Regions from separate parts of the Triticum aestivum genome. Here region 1 is linked to region 2. The links are chromatin contacts, called in public Hi-C maps. All regions are on one chromosome and are shown on one strand. Each heading gives the region's core, a stretch centred on a gene start, on an enhancer-like site or on the middle of the called end of the contact. The rest is flanking DNA. Distances are from core to core; before and after follow the strand shown. Region 1 holds the start of LOC123045860 (probable cytokinin riboside 5'-monophosphate phosphoribohydrolase LOGL10). Region 2 holds the start of LOC123045831 (putative pentatricopeptide repeat-containing protein At1g13630).

What was found. A called contact is a pair of places that touch in the nucleus more often than the background predicts.
Region 1: a contact with region 2 is called in a Hi-C map of leaf, with 2.9 times the contacts expected there. The contact joins the promoter of LOC123045860 here to the promoter of LOC123045831 in region 2. A contact is called at or near these places in 2 of 5 Hi-C or Micro-C datasets (both in leaf) and 1 of 1 datasets of contacts at active chromatin or transcription factors (leaf).

Annotation. Positions count from the first base shown.
Region 1 is chr1A:278,591,626-278,597,309 of IWGSC CS RefSeq v2.1, reverse strand. LOC123045860 (probable cytokinin riboside 5'-monophosphate phosphoribohydrolase LOGL10) reads right to left here and starts at 2,517. Exons shown (of 7, transcript XM_044469086.1): 1 at 2,220-2,517; 2 at 1,694-1,791; 3 at 1,541-1,571; 4 at 197-296. The coding sequence starts at 2,321.
Region 2 is chr1A:278,360,139-278,365,659 of IWGSC CS RefSeq v2.1, reverse strand. It overlaps LOC123045831 (putative pentatricopeptide repeat-containing protein At1g13630), which reads right to left and starts at 3,826. Exons shown (of 4, transcript XM_044469075.1): 1 at 3,251-3,826; 2 at 818-2,868; 3 at 1-724. The coding sequence starts at 3,596. The coding sequence ends at 830.

The DNA.
Region 1 (5,684 bases), core at 1,268-3,767, 230 kb before region 2:
GCTTTCATTTTTTGGATAGACATGTGAAAAATGCCCCAAGTTACAGCCTGATCTACCACTTGACTGTAACCTGCCATTGATTTCTGCAGAGCAATGAATGTTCTATATATTCACCTGATCCAGATCCAGACGAGGTAAAGATGCAGGCAGGCAGGCTAATATGGTTACATGTGTGTGCTGAGTTGGTGTGACTCACCAGGCAGGGCTATGAAGGCGTCAGAGTGCCTTGCCATCTCTGCCTTCCTCTGATGCATGTCCGCCACTGCCCTCACCTCCCCCACCGTCTCACCGCTTATCTGAAACAGACACAGAGAAAACATCAACATTGCTGCAAAGGAAATAAGTCTCTGCCATGCCATGATGCATGCTTGGTCTCTTCGTGTTTGGCGACATAGTATTTGATCTGCGGAGACAAACACTAGCACATTCCCAAGACGGGGCATGATTGTGCTCAAAGGGGGCCGAAAATGTCATTAGCTGCTTCAAATATCCTCTCTCTTTTTTACCCCCTTGGGCAAGGTTGAAAGGACTAGCAGGAGGCTGAGGACCACGCAAAAAGCCACAGCCAACATAAAAGAAAAACGACTCTGGATATGCATGAACATGAGAGTCCTCTGAAGCACGTACGATTTAATTGTTTCTGAGCACACCATCTACCAGTGATGTGACATAGTAGTATAGGATAAACCACAATACGATACGGTAACCCTAGTGCGTATCATGGACGAGCATTTCATTTATCTTTTGGAAACGCATTATTCTGAAGAAAACATGAGGGCCGGGCAGCCAAAGAAGGCAATATCTCTTTTCCCCTAGCAGGCAGATTAGAAAGGAGATGATGCTAATAACCCAATATGCTGCCATGGCAAGGCTTTTGGTGGCAAGAGATTGCTCTACTACTAGTGTACAGCTGCGCTTTTTGCGCCACTAGTAGTTTATCCTCACGCCGAGATCTGGATTTGTGCCAAAAGCATACTGCTACCTCTTGATCACAGCTGCTCCTCCTCCAGGTAGGAGTGGTAGTAGAGGGTATTCTTTTCTTTTGCACACCCAAGTGCCATGTCCCCTGGGACTGCAGCACCGGCAGGAGTGCTTCAAACTCCCAAGCCCATTTGATTATTAGTGACTCTACGCCCTAACACTAACAGCGACGACATAAACAAGTCCCGAACGTTAGCACGTTGCCATGATTGGCTCCAACAGAAGCAAGCGTTTGCAAGCTGCAGGTAGTACGAGCAGGGACCCAACTGGCATGCCCAAGATCTTTCGGACGAGCCACGGCAGGCCATGGACGGCGGAGAATGTCGGTCTGTTTGGTACGCGTGGGAAGTTGCTAGTACTACATGTTGCTGGCCAATTTTGTCTGATCATCTAGAAAAGCAAATCGAGTTTCAGCTTCAAAATTAGCGAGACACTACGTTCTTTCAGGTTTTTTTTGAATCTCCAGTTAATTAATTAATTAATTAATTTAAAAGCATGCATCTAGTACACAGGATATTCGCTCCTAGTAGTTGTAGACATGCACGAGTAGCGGACATACCTCTGGGGTCATGAGGGTCTTGGGAATGACACTGCGCGTGGACAACAAGATGACAAAACAAGCGATCAGCACATGCATCCACCAGGCCAGCCCAGCTAGCTAGCAAAATGAGAAAAAGAAGAAGAGCCAAGCTGAGCTGAGATTGTTACATACCCTATGACGTGCCTGCCGCCGTCGTGCACCGCCTGGGACACCATGCCCATGAGCCCGATGCTCCCCCCGCCGTACACCAGGTCCACGCCCCTCGCCACCTGCCACAGCAACGTGCCAAGTCACCACCCAGTAAATTCAAATAGGAAAACTGCACGGTTAAACTCCTCCTCAACGGCCGGTACAGATGAAACATGCTTCTTGAACGCGATCGATCAAGAGGGTGGGGGGCAGAACAGAGCTAGCATGGCTATAATTCAATTTCGATTTAATGGAGCCGTGAATGCGGTAGGGCCGGCGATGTTTGACGAGCACAGGGGAGGAATGACTTTTGTGGAATTGTTGTGGAGGAGGAAGGCAAGCCGCAAGCGGGGCAAATTTTGACAAAAGTTGGGCAGCAAAGTAAATTGCAAATTCATATGGTGTAAGTGACTAGCCGGCCCGGCCGGTTCAGAAATATATATGGTGTGACTACGCACGCGCATAGAGGTAGGGAGAGTGGTGAGTGTGGCTAGTAAAGCATGGTTACCAGCTCGTTGCCGAGCTCAATGGCGGCGTCATGGTAGCTCCTCTTCTTGCCCTGGCTACTGCCGCAGAAGACGCAGATCCTCTTGAACCTCGACTGCCTCATCGCTCTCTATCTCCTCGCTCTGGCTAGCTGCCTGGGTAGGTGGTGCTCGACTCTAGCAAGCAAGCACGCAGGAGTCGCGCTTGGAGGGTGATTGTCGTGGTGGTGTGGGGTGCGTGCGCTGCTAGCACAAACACAAGGAAGGAAGGAAGGAAGGCCTTGTGGATGGAGGGAGGGAGGCAGTGCGCCACCCATGGCTATATAATAGTGGGGAGGGGAGAGAGACGATAGTAGAATGGGAACTGAAAGGGACGGAAGCAAAGGGAAGGGAAGCAAAATAAATGCGCGCACATGGAGGAAAAACACTCCTCCATCCATCCACGGATCCACCCAGCCAAGATGGCGAGGGCTTTTCCGTGAAATGGACAGGATGGGCTGTCTGTCTATCGATGCAATGCACGGGTGACTCACCTTATCGGTTTTGCCGCGTCAAAGCGGAACGGGGATTATCCTCCCTCCCTGGGTCGTTTAGGCTCGAGCTACCAAATCCATTGATTAGAAATGAGTGTTATAAGAACACTCGCAAAGGAGGAATGCACCGCAAAAAGATGAGCGCCAAAAAAGAAGAAAGTAAAGGACTGGTCGGTTTATCAAGGAAAACCGGGCGAAAACATAAACAACACCTCGACATTCAAAACGCCAGAAAGGTCAACATCCGAGAACATACCCGACCGGGCACTCGAGCTTCTTCGTTGCTACCAAAGTCAGGGACTTTCACGGTGTGATCTACATACCATACAAAATGAGAATTTCAATTTGGGCACAAGTTGGAATAAACGGCTCGAGCTTCAAACCCATCTTATACATGGGACTTGGTATGGAACTTAGTCTGCCCAGCAAAGATAAAAATATTTATGTGGCGCGTACTTCAGAGTGCTATTCCCTGTCGATCTATCCTGGCTAATAAGCACTTGAAAATAAATCCGAGCTGCCCAGCCTGTAACCAGGGGCCTGATGACATAAGACATATGTTGTTTGAACTTTGAATGCAAATTGGCAATGGACGTGTGGAAGTTGCTCGGTCTTGAGCTTGTTATCAAACATGCATTGAAAGTTGACAAGGCAGGTGAGCTTGTGTTGGCACATCTTTTGTGCCTTCCAGAACAACAAATCCAAGTGTTGGGCTTGCCGAAGTTCAGAGAAACGATGGCAACGACGGCTTGGTATTTGTGGTATGAAAGGCGAAAATTGAAACATGACGAAGAAACTCTAAGCGCATGTAAAATCAATATGTCAATGAGAGGCTTAGTAGCAAATTATATCATCTCTTATAGCCCAAAGGCTCACGTCCGTTCAGATGCTTGGCTGAAACCAAAGTATGTTTACGTGAAATTAAACGTTGACGCGGGATTTGATAGTGACACACGCAACAACATTTGGAGCAGTTATCCGGGATCATAAGGGGGAATTTATAGCGGCTGCTAATGAAAAGATGGACCTTTGCTTCGACTCGTTCACAGCAGAAGCAATTGCAGTGAGGTTTGGTTTGAATCTTGCTAATACCGTCGGATGCAGTAAGATTGAAGTGAATTCGGATAGCATGGAGGTGGTGAATGCATTGAGCCAAGGCTACTCATCTTCAGTCGCTTCATCCATTATAGATGACTGTTATTTTATGTCATTAGGTTTTTCCCATGTCATTTATGATCATTGTAATAGGGAACGTAATTGAGTAGCTCATGAACTAGCAAGGTTAGTTAGGTTTTTTTCTCCGAGTGTTTGGATGGATAACGCCCCTGATGAGGTTATCCCTTTACTTGTAAATGATGCTACTTTACTTATGAATGAATAAAGGAGAAGAAGTTTATAAAAAAAGTGTGCAACAAAAACTGTCGTATTAGTCGGGTAGCCACAAGCATATCTGCAACCTCGACGACATCGAAGAGGAACGATATGTCCTACATAGCAAAACATATGGCGCTCCGATCCCAAGAGGATGGACGACATAACCCACCTGATGCCCCTTGCATGTGAACGGTGCTGCTACTGCCAACCACCGTCGGCCAGGCAACAAGTCCTAGCGGGATGCACCACCATCGGCTCCACGCTCACCAAATCGATGCCCGCTCAAGACCAAACACATCACCACTAACCCGAGGCTCAGTCCAAGACTTGACTCCAAGACGATGCTTCCAACGAAGTAACAACGCCACGGGCGCCACCATTATCGATCCAATCAAGCGAATCACGGTTTTCACCGGGAGGCAAGATCTTGAGGATGGAAGAGGTGGTGGATCCCCTCGATGATGCCCCCAACAAGGACAATCATACCCAAAGGCATCATTTGCTACCAGCCCCGACCAAGGCCGAACAAGACTTTCATTGAGAAAGATGAACACCTATGTGAGGGAACGAAGTCCCCAACACACCACCACCAAATCAGAACCAAAAGACGCCACATGCTGTCCCACATAGATCTTGCCGGAGCACCACCAGCGGTGCGAGCCCGGAGCACACCAAAGGCCTTCCCAGAACGGCACCACCGCAGACTGCCATCCCATCGAGGATTCACCACACATACTGTCGTGGTTTTGTCACGGCAGATGTCCTAGAGAAAGGACTTAGTCGTGGAGCCATCGCGACGGGTTAGCTTGAAGGGGTTAAAGCGGACATAGGGACGCAAGAGAGTTTATACTAGTTCGGCCCCTTCGATGAAGGTAAAAGCCTACGTCTAGTTGTGATGGAATTGATGGGGTTTCGATGACTAGGGAGCAAACAAGCTTCGCCTAAGTCTCGAGTTGTTGTCTGTTGTCCTTGAACCGCCGCCGGGTCGTCCCCTTATATACACGGGTGACGCCCGTCGGTTCATCCAGTCCCAATACCGGCTCATAGATGTATCCGGTTTGGTCTCTACTTATTCCTAACTTACAATACAAGTTACATCCCAATACCGGCTCATAGATGTATCCGGTTTATGGCTACAGGCCTTAAACCGATCATGGGCTTTTAGCCCTCATCTACCTTCATGGGCTTTAACATACTTAACTACTGATGAAGTTAACCCGGCCCAGATAGGCCGGTTTACGCCCAGTAGTAATATCCCCAACATTAGGCCCCAGATTGATTTGAACAGGTTCATGTCAATCCTTAGCAAAAATCTTCACCTTCAACATCTTCTTGTAATTTGTTGAACCGTCATGATGTCATCTTCTCTGGTCGTTGTAAACCGGCGTGACGTCACCTATTATAAAGAACCTTATCCATGATACCCCTTTTTTCTTTTTTTTTGTTTAATAGGTCTCCGACAATTAAGGCGACAACTTCATTTCCAAAACCACGGTCCCTTGATTTTCGCGCCTGACTCCTGTCTCTTGCCTTATAAATAGGACTGAAGGGTCATTTCTTTTTCCCCTTCGTGCCCTTCTG
Region 2 (5,521 bases), core at 2,577-5,076:
CTCGGTGGCCTTTTTTTTTCGAAACCCCTCGGTGGCCTTGGCGTCCAGGACATTGATAGAGCAGGGCTTGCGCTGCGATTGAGATGGCAATGGTTCAGCAGGACGGAGACTGGGCGAGCTTGGGCTGGCCTTGACCTGCAGTTCTCGGTAGAGGAGCGCTCATTGTTCTTTGCCTCCACCAGCATGATCATTGGCAATGGCCAAACGGCCTTGTTCTGGGAGGATCGCTGGATCGGGGGCAAATCTGTGAGCGAGATCGCCCCAAAGCTATATGCCTGCATCGCTAAGCGAAGACGAAAACTTCAATCGGTCACTGACGGGCTCCATGCACACGCCTGGACACGCGATATCCACGGGAACCTGGGCGTCCACGAGATTGAGCAGTACCTGCTGCTTTGGCGAACCATTGAGCACACCACCCTCTCAGACGAGCCGGATCAGCTGATCTGGAAGTGGAGTGCCAGCAGCACATACTCTGCTCGTTCTTGCTACTTTCGAGGGATCCACCAGCTGCAGCGCTTCAAAGCTCATTTGGAAGAACTGGGCACCGCCGAGAGTGAAGTTCTTTCACTGGCTAGCCAACATGGACAGGTGCTGGACTGCCGACAGATTGCAACGCCGCAGCCTACAGCACCACCCTCGCTGCCTACGTTGCACTGTCCTGAATCCTCATCTATACAAACATTTGAGGACACAGAACCTCCAAGTCTTTAACTCTCAATACCTGTACATCACCAACGGGTATTAGAGATTATAGTAAGAATTAACCATGCAATGCAATGTTATCTACATGAAGAAAAAAAGCAATCTCACTTACATGATCAGGGTACTATATACCAGTTTTGACAGAAAGTGCGTGCAATATGGGTATATAGCAAAGCATGTTACTTTTTCGCAGAGCTCTAACAAGCACAAAATAAACTCGAATGTCCGGGAAAACACCAACAGATAACATAATCGGAATGAACATGATGGCTTCTTTAGGAAATTTCCTTTTGCAAAGTCGATTGATTGCAGCACTGAAGTCTTCAATAGAAGCTTCAAAACCATCATCAATAAGCTTACCAACTAATGAAATGGCATCGTAAGGCATTCCTTTTGCACACTGAGCTTTGATTACTGTTGTGTATGCAAATTTTCTCAATTCAATGCCCTTTTCTCTGAGGGATTCCAATAGCATTTCTGCTTGAATAACTTTCCCCTTCAAGCACAGCACATTGATAAGCAAGTTATAAGTAACAGGTGTGGGCACTAGACCACAGCATAACATACGGTCATGTATGCAGAAAGCCATCTGGATGTCCTGTGCTTCGCAAAACCCTTGTATAAGCGTATTGTAAGTTATTGGGTCGGCTCCATCCATATTGTTCAGAAAATGGATAGCATCACGGAATCTGAGCTGCTTACATAGTCCTTTAATAACAACACTGTAAGTTACAGCATTTGGCTTGATCCCTTTTCCCACCATTTCATAAAAAAAACTGAGCATAGTGTCAACTTTTCCAGCTTCAGAGAGTGCATCCATAAAGGTCGTGTATGTTACTGCTGTTGGCAGCAGATTACTTATCTCAATAGCCCTGAAATAGCTCTCTGCAGCGTGTAAATCCCCAAATTTGCAATAGCCATACAGAAGAGAATTACATGTGATAATGGTTGGATTCATACCAGCCACAACAATCTGATCATACAGACAGACAGCATTACCAATATCGCCAACCTTTGCATAACCATCGATAACTACATTATAAAGTATTACATCACCTGGCTGATATCTGCTAGCTACATTTTCCAAATACCATCTTGCTTCAACTAGAAGTCCTTTCTTGCAAAGTCCAAGAAGAATTGATAAATGGTTCAGTGAGGTTGGCACTACCTTCTGAGAACAGCACATAACATCACAAACTTCTAGTGCCCTTTCAATTTCGCCTAGCTTGCAGTAGCCGTGGATGAGGATGGAATATGCAATGACATCCATATCTAGACCAATACTATATATCTCACCAAGTAAGTTCTCCACCTCATAGACCAAACCCTTTTTGAAGAGAGCATTGAGAAGGACACTGTATGTGACAATATTCAACTGCAGCCCTTTGTCTAGGATGTCCTTTCTTATCTTCATCCCTTCTTCAACATCACCACCTTCACAATGACCAGCAATAAGTATGGTATAAGTAACAAGATCAGGTTCAATCCCTTGGTATCTCATAAACTGAATTATTTTCGGAATTTCTCTTGTCAAACCAAGCAATCGATAACCATTAATAAGGCTGTTGTAGGTGACAGTCTCGAGTTTCATTCCTTCTTTTGTCACTCTCTCAAGAAGATCCACTGCTTCATCTAGGCAACCTACTTTACACAGACCATGTATAAGAGTAGAATAGGTATACCTGTTAGGCTTTAATCCATACTTCAGCATCAGACATAAAAATGATTTTGCAGGCTGAATAAATCCCCAGTTACACAATGCAGACATCAGAGTGTTAAAGGACATTCCCAATGGTCTAAACGTCCCCCCTTCCCTTGCCTCTTGAAGGAAAGATAAAGCCTCTCCAACTTTATTTTGCTTGCAGAGGCCATCGATGAGAATGCTATGTGAATATTCGCTGTGAGAGATACCATATGCCTCCATTTCATCAAAAAGCTCCAATGCCATGTCTGTCTTCCGTAGACCATACAATAAACTATCATAGGTGGAAACTGATATTTGCATATTCAGGCTGTTCATTTTACTGAGAACGTAAAGAGCATCATGAACCATCTTAGTTCTTGCATAACTATTTGCTAGAGCATCCCATACAACACCGCTGGAATCATACTCTCTGAACTCACTCCACAAGATATCACAGAGAATGGCTGCAGACCCGGATCCTAGAGTAGAAAGGGCAATACAATGAAATGTGAGAACTGTGAGCTTTAACTGTTATATGTTGCTGCACATGTCAAGGCAACAAGCACTAAAAATAGTATGACCAAGATTACAGCTGGCAATTATATTGTTAAAGGCATATAGAAGAATATCTGTGTATGCATGACGACAGTATCCATTTATTCACGAACAGAGGAATTTTACACACTTGTGCTTTCACTAATATTTCAGTTTTTTCTCTGGTGTACATGATAAAATGGTCATGACCCTGGAATAACACAACCCCCTTGCCATATCAATCCAAATTCAAAAGATGAATAAGCGTGTTTGCATACTATCCAAAGAGATAGTGCCAGCTATAATACAAATCCGTAGGGAGCTCACCTTGTTCGCTGACCACCTGCGCCAAGCCGCCCCGCATCTCCCGCCACCTCCTCTGCCGCAGCAGTTCATAGCAGAGCTTGAACCGCGCGGCAATCGAGGCCTTTCTAACGGACTCCGCCTTGCTCTCCCCAAACCTAGGCGACCCTCCTGGCCTGCCCACAAAATGAGGCGCTAGCCGTGGATCCCTAGCAACCACGGCGTCCTCCTCGGAATCCGTTGCCGCCGCCACGGCTGCCGCGGAGGGATATGAGGATATGGGCCTAGGGATATATGCGAGAGGAGGCGAAGGGCGGCGCCAGAGTTGAGGCAGGAGGAGGCGGAGGGGAATGGGCGGTCGGAAGCGCATCCGAAGGGGCAGGGTCTCATGGCGGGGGCGCGCGCTGCGGGCTACTGTGTGGAGGTCGTCGAGCTCGAGCTTCCCTCGCGTTGAGCTTCCGTGTGCCTCCGCGGAGCTGCCACGGCGGCGTACAACATGGGAGGAGGGAGGAGGATCGCCGGCGGCGGCTGCGTGTGGTCGGGGTTTAAGCCAAGGAGAGAGCCAGAGGGGAAGCAGGCCGAGCTCAGGGCCCGTCGGCAACAGCTCCCGCTCCGACCCGGAGAAAACCGACCGTTCGGGAAGCCTGGGCTGATAGCCCATACAGCGCAGATGCAGCCCGTTCGGGTGGAGAGAAAAGCCCAGCTCGAGTGCGCAAAGGCCGAGGTCGCGTCGGGGTGAGCAGGGCTTCCCACCAGAGAGACGCTACGCTACGCTCATCTCAAAAACAAAAAGGAAAGAAAAAGAAAAAGAAAACGCTACGCAGGCGGTGCGTTGGTGGCACTTTTTTTTAACACAGTACAAACGCAATCGCTCATATACACGCGTATACATTTGCCCTTATGAACGCACACACACATCCTACCTCTATGAGCACCTCCGAATGACTCAGACGACATATCATCTTGAAATTTACGAAGTCACCGTAGGCACCTCGTTGTCGGAACATCTCCTCCTACTGAATGCACATCGCCGGAAATCCTGAAATAAATCCAGGAATAAATGCGAGCATCAGGATTTGAATTCTAGTGGGCTGGGGATACCTGTAACACCCTCGATGCGACTATAGCTCCCACGTGTCGAGACACGACTTAGAGACATAATCGCATTGAAGGCATATGTCGCAAGTTAGTCAATTTTCACAACATCCCATGTAATATATAGATAATAAAAGGGGAGATAACATAGTTAGCTTACACTCGCCACGTCAATCAAGTACATAAATAACATTATATCATTCAAACACTCATGGCCCGACTACGGCGCCAAAATAAAAAATAACCCAACATACGACACGGTCCCGATCATCCCCAACTGGGCTCCACTACTGATCATCAGGAAAGGAAACATAGTAACGTTGAGAGTCCTCGTCGAATCCCACTTGAGCTCAAGCGCGTCACCTGAAGCGGAATCATCAGGCCATGCATATGATGTAATAGTAATCTGTGAGCCACAGGGACTCGGCAATCTCGCACCCTCGCGATCAAGACTATTTAAGCTTATAGGTAAGGTAAGGTAAATATATGTGGAGCTGCAGCAAGCGACTAGCATATATGGTGGCTATCCTGTGCGCAAAAGAGAGCGAGAAGAGGAGGCAAAGCGCCAACGAGAAACTAGAGGGCAACCTGCGCAAGCATTACTCCAACACCGTGTCCACTTTCCGGACTCTGCCGAGAAGAGGTCATCACGGTAACACACTCAGTTGATTCATTTTAATTAAGTTAAGGTTCAAGTTATCTACAACCGGACATTAACAATTCCCATCTGCCCATAACCGCGGGCACGGCTTTCGAAAGTTCAAATCCCTGCTGGGAAGTCCCAACTTAGCCCATGACAAGCTCTCACGGTCAACGAAGGAATAGACCTTCTCCCGAGACGTTCCGATCAGACTCGGTACCTCGGTTCTTCAAGACACTTCGACAGGTTAAAACTAATCCAGCAACACCGCCCGAATGTGCCGACAAATCCCGATAGGAGCTGCACATATCTCGTTCTCAGGGCACACTCAGATTGTCCAAACTTCCGGTAGGCCAGCCCAGAGTTGCCCCTGGTGGCCACCGGCGGCTGACGAGGTGGACCAACACTCAGAGGAGCACTGGCCCGGGGAGGGGGGGGGGTTTAAAATAAGATGACCCTCGGGCTCCGGAAACCCAAGGGAAAAGGGGCTAGGTGGCAAATGGTAAAACCAAGGTTGGGCATTGCTGGGAAAGCTTTAATCAAGGCGAACTATCAAGGGG